Linked DNA regions of Mus musculus: all the other regions are linked to region 3. Evidence: chromatin contacts called from public Hi-C data. All regions are on one chromosome and are shown on one strand. Each heading gives the region's core, a stretch centred on a gene start, on an enhancer-like site or on the middle of the called end of the contact. The rest is flanking DNA. Distances are from core to core; before and after follow the strand shown.

Region 1 (2,700 bases), core at 131-2,630, 3.3 Mb before region 3:
ACCCACCAGGGGACTCTGCTTTGCACTTTTTCATTCAGTTTGTGGTTGAAGCTGGGTTCATAAGTTCTTTCAACATGAGTTTAAGTTCTGTGGCTTCTCATAACCAAATATGTTTTTTTCTCAAGACCAACAGAAAAGACAGTATTTTCATTATTTGTGCAACATAGAGCCATCGTTTTGCTTTTCTTAGATAGTCTAGAAACTTTGCAGCTAGGGAGCAGTAAGATGACTTGGTGGTAAAGGCACTCGTTGTCAAGCCTGACAACCTTAATGCAATTACTGAGACTAACGGTGGAAGGAGAGCAAGTCCTATGAGTCTTCCGATCTCCAACTGCACCACGGCATGAATACTCTTCCCCAACTCCTGGAAAAAAAAAAATCCACTGGATTTCAAAAAGATAAGGTGGGGGTAGGGCCTTACATTAAAACAAGACTACAATGAATTCTTTGTTTTGGAGACAGGGTTTCTGTGTAGCCCTGACCATCTTGGACCAGAATGGCTTCGAACTCAGGATGGTCTCCACTTTTCTTGCACTGAGATTAAATTCGTGTGCCACCAGCGCCTAGTGAATAGAATGACTTCTATATAGAGAGATCAAAACAAAATCTAGCCAAGTAGCAGGCACAACTACAAATTCATTAAAGGGCCCTCTTCTGCACTTAGAAATCTCCTTAGAGAGACATACACACTTAGTACTACCTATAATTATTTTCAACATAAAAACACGCATAATATATATGGAAAAGAACTTAATGTTAACCACTAAGGGGGTATAAAAAAAAAAAAAAGGAAACTAATGACAAAGGCAGAGAAAAGAACCACTTCAGAGGTCATTGCCCTAATCCAACATTGCTGTAGAGATAAGTTTTCTACCAGCCAGCAGTTATCTGCAAATATCACGGGGCTTAATGATTACAAGCAAGCCCTGAACAAGCCCAAAAGAGATTCTTTATTTAGCTGAGGGTGACCTTGAACTTTTTCCTGGTGCTGGGTATTTTTCTGAGCCAAGAAACACGGCATTGGTCTGTTCCTCACCAAAGACCCAAATGACAAGGAGTGCGCGCCCACTAACACGTGGGGAGATACTACATCAGGAGCCTCTAACTCCTGGCCACACCCATCCAGGGCCCCACAGGTCGTTCGCCTGGCTTTACCTAAACCTCGCCTCTTGCTAGGCAACCGAATCGCCGCGGCAACCGGAACAGGAAGACGCGAGACTGCCCGGAACCGCGGAGGGCGGGCTCACGCAGCCTCTCTAGGCTCCGAGGAGACAGGGATACACAGCGTCCCGGTCGCCATGAAAACAGGCCACACCCCGGTGGCCCCGGCCCGTGCCTGCCCAGTGCGCAGACGCGCGCGCCGTTCCGCGCATGAGCAGTGAGGCTTGGAGCCCGCCTGCCCGTGTCTCCGGCGCCAGCTACGCCGCTGTGGCTGTCACTATGGCCCATTACAAAGTGAGGGGGGCGCGGCGTGGCTCGGGGCGTGCGGGCGGCGCCGGGTGGGAGTTGGGGCGTGTGCAGGGCTTGGGGCCGGCGGCGGGGCGCGCCGTCTTCCTGCTCCGGCCCCGGGCTCCGGTCCCTGACCCGCCGTGTCTCCTCAGGCCGCCGACTCGAAGCGCGAGCAGTTCCGGAGGTACTTGGAGAAGTCGGGGGTGCTGGACACGCTGACGAAAGGTGAGCCGAGGCGGGCGGCTGCAGCCCACGTCCGCGCGCTCTTGGCCAGGTGGGGCCCGCCCCGGGAGCAGCGAGGCCTTGGGGTCCCGTGGGTCGGGCGCACGCCGGCCGCGGGACTTCGCCTCGCCCCGGTGGTCGCTCTCTGCCCCGGACTGAAACTCTTGCAGCTGTTGCAAAGTCTCTCCAACTTCCGTTGCTTTCCCGCGAGCAGCCGCAGTGGACACGTTAGCAAGACCTTGAGATCCCAGTTGCTCCCTGCCGTATAGTGTGCGGGATTTTACAAATTTTTCTTTTGGACAAAGGCAACTAAGAAAATGACTGGATTTGAAAGTGGGTTATTAAATGGCTCTAGTCCCCGAAGCTGGAGATTCATAGACAGTTTGGGCTGTGGCTTTTCAACTCTTTTAGCCTATAGTAATTCCTACTTTGTGTAGATATCATAATTAAAGTGGAATTACAATTTGAAAAGTGCTTCAGAGCACATAAAAACAGCTATATTCTTTACTTTAAAACAATGGAAGCGTAAAGTGTATCCCTTCCTTTCTGGGTGTAAGGCTAGAGAGTATGGTGGTTGGAATCATAGAATAAAGCTAACTGGCCTTAACAGTATATTGAATGCCTTCTACATGGTAAGAACTCAACATTGCTTGGTGTTTTCAAGGGAATAGAATGGAATGGCTGGCAGGGATTGAAAACTTGGTCCTTTTGAGAATAGGAAGTGTCTGGGAAATAATTTGTATCTGCTTTTTAGGGAACAAAAGCTAGGGGAAAATTTGGGAGAACTTAGAAGAAAGCAGGGCTTTTAATTCTCTTACATGGATGAACTGACAAGTTAGAATTACTACTCATTTCCTTATGTCATCGGAAGTCAATGTGAGCAAAAGTATAAGGAACTACTCTGTGAGACCACTGTAGTTTGTGGCATCAGAAGTGTCACAGATGGCTTGGAATTCTGTTAAAAAAAACCCCTCATGTTTCTTTCATGTAATGATTTTACTCCAGCCGTGTGTTCTGGGCACCAAGGGG
Region 2 (2,700 bases), core at 1-2,500, 3.5 Mb before region 3:
ATTTAAAGGGACTGCAGGTTTTCCTAATGCTTGAGGAACAACAATAAGAAGAAAACAAAGAAACAACTTGGCCAAATCCACTTTTGAGGGATTATTTCTGGGATCCCTCTAATTTGCTGAATATGGGTGCTGAAGCGCGTTCCCTCCTCCTACTGCAATATGATAGGCATCTTTACTGCCCCATGAGTCCTTCTTTTTGCCTTGTCTAAAACGAAGTGCCTTACTCAAGTCGAGTCACTGTATTAGATATTTGAATTTTGAGTACAGAATCTCTGTATACTTAAGGATTCTCAAATACTAGCCAACCAACTACCCACTTCAAGCCATACCCGAAACAAGACAATAGCCACACGATAAAACAAGGTCAGTCCGTCTCTTAAGAAATAGTCTGGTTGAAATTGCATTCCATGGCTTCTGCTCCCTAAAGAATTCTAGAAATCAAGTCTTCCTAAAAGCACCTTGCGGCGCTACATACGCTCACGCCCCTTCCCCTCTATCCGTCTCCCGCCCCACTCATGGCTGGGTTCGTGAGCAGAATCCAATTTTCCATGGCCCACTGGATCTCCCGGGAGGTTCCGCACAAGCGGAGGCAGGAGGGGCTTCAGGGACACCAAGAGCCTTCGGCGGTCTGGGGTATCCCCACCTCATTTTGGTGCCCACCCCTCAGACTCTCCAGCTCCAGGAAACCCGAAAACCGACACTGTGGGGTCACTGCCCTTCCCGGATGTCTCTCGTCCCCGGAAGCAACCGGGCCCAGCAGCACCCCAGTTCCTTTTTCTCCCAAGGCCGATATGGGGTGCGGAGGTGATCTCGGCCGGTGTCCACGACCCCCGCACCCTCCCCGCCCCCCACGCCCGGGCCTGGCTTCCTGCCAAGTCCGCAGCAGCAGCGCAGGTTACCGGGAGTTGGAAGACGACGCTCGCTGCCGGGTGGGGCAGGCTGCTGGAGGCTCGCCGGCGGCGTCTGCATCTGAAGCGGCGGCGGCTCGGCGTCCGGGGGCCTGAGGCCCGGAGTGGGGCCGGGCAGAGGGGCGCAGCGTCGCCGCTTCGGGGAACCGGGGCTCAGCAGCGCCGCCTCGAACTCCATGGGCCGCTTCAGTGTCGCCCCGCACGCCATCCCGCGGAAGGGCCAGAGACCAGACGCAGACGCGGCAGCAAGGACTGCCCTGGATCCAACTCTTCAGCTACGGCTCCCAAGCCAAGCCGGCTCCAATGGCGCCTCCGGCACCCGGCAGCCGCGCTGGCCCCGCCTCCTGTGACGTCACGGGCGTGCGCCACCGCCCGGCAGAGGGGAAGAAGTCGGAAAAGGGCCGATCCGGGAGGCCCGCGAGCCTGGGCTCGGCCCATGGCGCCCCCTGCGGAAGAAGTAGGCCGGTCTGGGCGGAGAGCGTGGTCGCCTAGCAACACCCCCGCCCCCGCCCCTCCCAGGGCCCCCCCCTTCACGCTCTCTGCCGGAGTGGCCTGGGAGGTCTTTCGCACCTGCGCGGCAGGGGCCTCGGGGGCGGGGGATGGGAGAGACCCTGGGAGACCGGGGTTCCCTTGGCCGCGTGACCGATAAAAGAGGTGATTCTAAAGGGTTATCAAAGGATTTTGTCTTGAGTCCCAGGAAATCTTCACAAACATAACCGGGTTATCTAAGGATAGACTTTATTTAATCCACGAACCCTGTGCAATCATGGGCAAAATTGGAAGGGGAGGTGTGTTACAAATGAATGTATTTTGGGGATAGATGACCCGGCCATTAATCGGATCACTAAATGGATATGTGTTACGCAAAAAAGGATTAAAAGGAAAAAAAAAAAAACAAAAAACAATCCTACCAGAAAACTCACTGGCTTAAACTGTCTAACCAAGTGATACCAGGGTGTTAGGAACTTCCCCTGATAGCTGATTTGGCAGTTGGCTTCCTCATCCGACTTGGCAACTCAGACTGGTTCTTCCTCGGGTCAATCGAGATTCTCTGCCGTACTGTTGGCTGGAAAATGCTTTTGATATTCAGCAAATGAATAGAAAACAGGGAGGTTCTGCTTTAGGGAACTCTGGTTGTAATTTTCCTGGGGAGTAACTCCAGTGCTTTCAAATACATCAATAGAGTCATCAGAACAACACCTCCACATTCAAAGCCTTTCTGTAATTATTTGTATATTAGTGGCTGTGATTCCTGTAATCTGGCTTTAACATTATCTCTGTAACAGATTTTTCTAGAACAGTCCAAATTTTAGATACTCATTTCTAATTGCCAAGATGGCTGTCACAGTACTTCAACACACTTGGGGTTAGACAATAAAGGCATACTATCTCCAATCTTCCTCCTCCTTCTCCGCCTCTTCTTCCTTCTCCTCCTGTTCGTTTTGGTTGCTTTTCTCTGAGTCCTCTTCCGTTTCTACAAACTCTTTAAAGATCATAACATAGGTCATATACTTTCACATTTATTTCTGTAAAATATAAGACAGCACAGCATACCAAATTGCTGGTTTTCTGTTTGTTTTGCCATATTGGGATTCAAGCCTCCCTAGGCACATTACCCATGTTAAGTTTATTTTAGCACATTTATTGTCAATATAGATGTAACGTGGTTTAAACTAAAATCTAGAAATAAAACATTAGAGTTTTTTTTAAAAAAAAAAAACCTCACAATTATCTTGGTGGTAAATGACTGAATTTAAAATTCAGTTCTGAGCTTCTTGAAGGCTAAAGAAAA
Region 3 (2,700 bases), core at 89-2,588:
GGATCTTGGTGTAGAGCCAAGGCTGGTCTTGCGCCTCAGGACTTCTCAATGCTGTCATTTCCACTTTAGCTGGGGATTCTGTGCTTACCCAGGTCTGCTGGAGGGAACTTCTAGTCACTATTAAGATCCAGCTTAGGGATCTGTCCTTCCAGGGAACCTCCACTCATTCTTCTTGTATGGACGGACAGTGTCCTCTGTTATGACACTGTGTGGGTCTTCCTGTTTCTTCTCCATCCAGGAAACTACGGAGGGCAGTCCCCATTTGTATCGCCAATGTCTAGCTTGTAGAATGGCTAAATGCCAGCCTGTGTTCTAGACTGTTCTGATCTCTTCCCACAGATTCAATGCACAAGTAATCAAGGTCTGATAATCACGGTTGCTAATTTCTGGCAGCTTCTTCCTCCCCATCTTCGCTGTCAGGCTTAGCTTTGGGCTCTTTGATCTAAAAGAGGAAGAATCTCTAACTTGACAGTACAGTCTTGAAGACGCTTCCTGTGAGAGTACCCGTGACCTTGAGAAATGGCTCACTGCTAACTTAAGGGAAGCTGGGTAGACTTAAGGGAAGCTGGGTAGAGCACTCCAGGTAGATGAAAGAACATGGACACACAGGCTTCAAACGTTGATTTTTAGCATGCTATTAGTGGGAAGGAGACTGGTCAGGTTGAGAGCAGTGTGGGCAGGTTGAGAAGGCAGGACTATGGTAGTCCATTAGAGAGCTTGGGGTGTGAGGCTTTTTCTTATATGTGATAAGTATAATTCCGCTCAGGGACAGGGGAAACATGGAGGAAGGAGAGTGAGTACTTGCGATCAGAGGGTCTTGGTACTTTCAGCAATTTGTAGACTCACTAACGCTACAATCTAGTTCCCTGCGAGATGTGTGCCTGGCACAGTATTTTACAAACAAGATGTTATCTAACCCTTGCAACATCCCTGCTGAAATGGAAGGTTTTAACGCTATGCAGAAGAATTGAGGCTCAGATTAATTAATGATGTTCCCAAGGACACACAGCCTGAAAGCACAGATCCCAAGAAGATTGAAAGTACTAGGTTATTCTCTGCTACGGGAGCTTCTGGAGGTCAGGGGTTGGGTTTTCGGTTTCAGTAATATCCGACCTAGGTAAGTCTCGGAAGACACCTAATGAACTTCATTTGGATCAATGAAAGCTGACTATTCTTTTTTCTTCTTCACAAGCATGTGGCAACGTCACAGGGGAGCCTCCGAGCCGTCAGGGGGCGCTATACTATTCTGCGTTTAGTCCAACGCAGGGTCGGGTGCCTGGCTTCCTTTCTTCTGTAGCTGGCTGGAGCTCAGCCAATCGCTGCTCTCCGAGAGATGCCAGTGGGCGGGGCCTCGGGCGCGCCCCGCGGGCCACTGGGAACCTCGGCGTCCCTGTTGCTCCCGGCTAGCGGGCGCAGCGCGGGACCTGTCCGGGGTGTGCGGGCTGGACCGCAGGTGAGTTCCCAGGGCTGAGGGCACTTCGCTTCCCAGGATCGCTGGCCCCCAGTCCCACGGGAACGGCTCCTCCTAGTTGAGGGAGCGATGGTTTCCGTGACCCGCTCGGCCTCGGCCAGCTTTTGGTGGCCGAGTGTGGACTGTGGTCAGATCTCGTCCGCCTCAGGCCCCTGCAGGCCGAAGGGTGACGAAGCCACGCGTGTGGCGTGACTGGACAGGGAACAGGAGCTGATGACCCGAACCTCACTGGCGCTCCCATCCCAACTTGGCTGGCTGTCAAGGCTGATGGTTTCACCTTCTCGGACCTCCTACGACTGCTCTCATTTGGAGAGCTTCCGGTGGGCTCAGGCACTGGGACAGGTTTCCTGGCGGCCCGGTTGACCTGTACCTGGAGCCTTTGGCTGGCGCCCCTGCGTGTCGGGCTGGAAATAGGCGTTGCAGTATTTGGGAAACACTTGTGCTACTTACATTTTGATACCTTCGGGATGACTTCATGAAGTCTAGCTGCTTATGATCATATCCCTATACCCCTTTGTGAGTGCGGGTGGAAGGCTGCTGTAGTCTTCCATAAACAAAGCAACATGTTTATGCTGCCTGTCATTCATTCGACCAACAAACTTTTTTAGCTCTTTGCTAGGGAGGATAGCAAGGGTGGGAAGAGGCACAGAGCATAGGACGATCCGGACATCCTTAGTTCTTAACCTTGTGGAGCTCCAGGGTGTTTTGAGAGCTGTAGACAGGTAGGGTAGGCCCACATAGCTTACCGAAGAGAAGGTTGTGTTGTATACATGGATGACTGGAATTCGGACAAGAGCACATAGAACTTGGGCTTTCTATGTACAAGAGTAATACTCATAGACTGGTGCTTGATATGCCCGCCCTAAGACAAATTGGAAAATTGAGAGTCTCTACCCAGGAATTGTATAAAGGACTTGCACTTGGTGTGGACCTGTGATCACAAGCACTTGGCACTGGAAACAGGAGCGTCGGCAGATCAAAGTTATCCTTAGCTACTTTGAGGGTTTGAGGCCAGGCTGGGTGCCATGAGAACCTGTCTTAAAAATAAAAACAAGCCCAACGGTGGTGGCACATGTCTTTAATCTTGGCACTAAGGAGGCAGAGGCAGGCCAGTCCAGTCTCTGAGTTTGAGGCCAGCCTGGTCTACAGAAGGAATCTGAATGGCAGGGCTACACAGGGAAACCCTATCTCAAAAAACCAAAACCAGCTGACCAAACAAACCCCAAAAC

Evidence for each region. A called contact is a pair of places that touch in the nucleus more often than the background predicts.
Region 1: a contact with region 3 is called in a Hi-C map of CD8 T cells, with 4 times the contacts expected there. The contact joins the promoter of Mycbp here to the promoter of Smim12 in region 3. A contact is called at or near these places in 2 of 484 Hi-C or Micro-C datasets (CD4 T cells and CD8 T cells).
Region 2: a contact with region 3 is called in a Hi-C map of CD8 T cells, with 5 times the contacts expected there. The contact joins the promoter of Akirin1 here to the promoter of Smim12 in region 3. A contact is called at or near these places in 2 of 484 Hi-C or Micro-C datasets (CD4 T cells and CD8 T cells).

What each region holds. Positions count from the first base shown.
Region 1 is chr4:123,903,633-123,906,332 of GRCm38.p6, forward strand. Mycbp (MYC binding protein) reads left to right here and starts at 1,381. Exons shown (of 5, transcript NM_019660.3): 1 at 1,381-1,455; 2 at 1,602-1,674. The coding sequence starts at 1,441. It also overlaps D130007C19Rik.
Region 2 is chr4:123,749,049-123,751,748 of GRCm38.p6, forward strand. Akirin1 (akirin 1) reads right to left here and starts at 1,251. Exons shown (of 5, transcript NM_023423.3): 1 at 900-1,251. The coding sequence starts at 1,116.
Region 3 is chr4:127,242,446-127,245,145 of GRCm38.p6, forward strand. It overlaps Smim12 (small integral membrane protein 12), which reads left to right and starts at 1,339. Exons shown (of 2, transcript NM_030252.2): 1 at 1,339-1,453.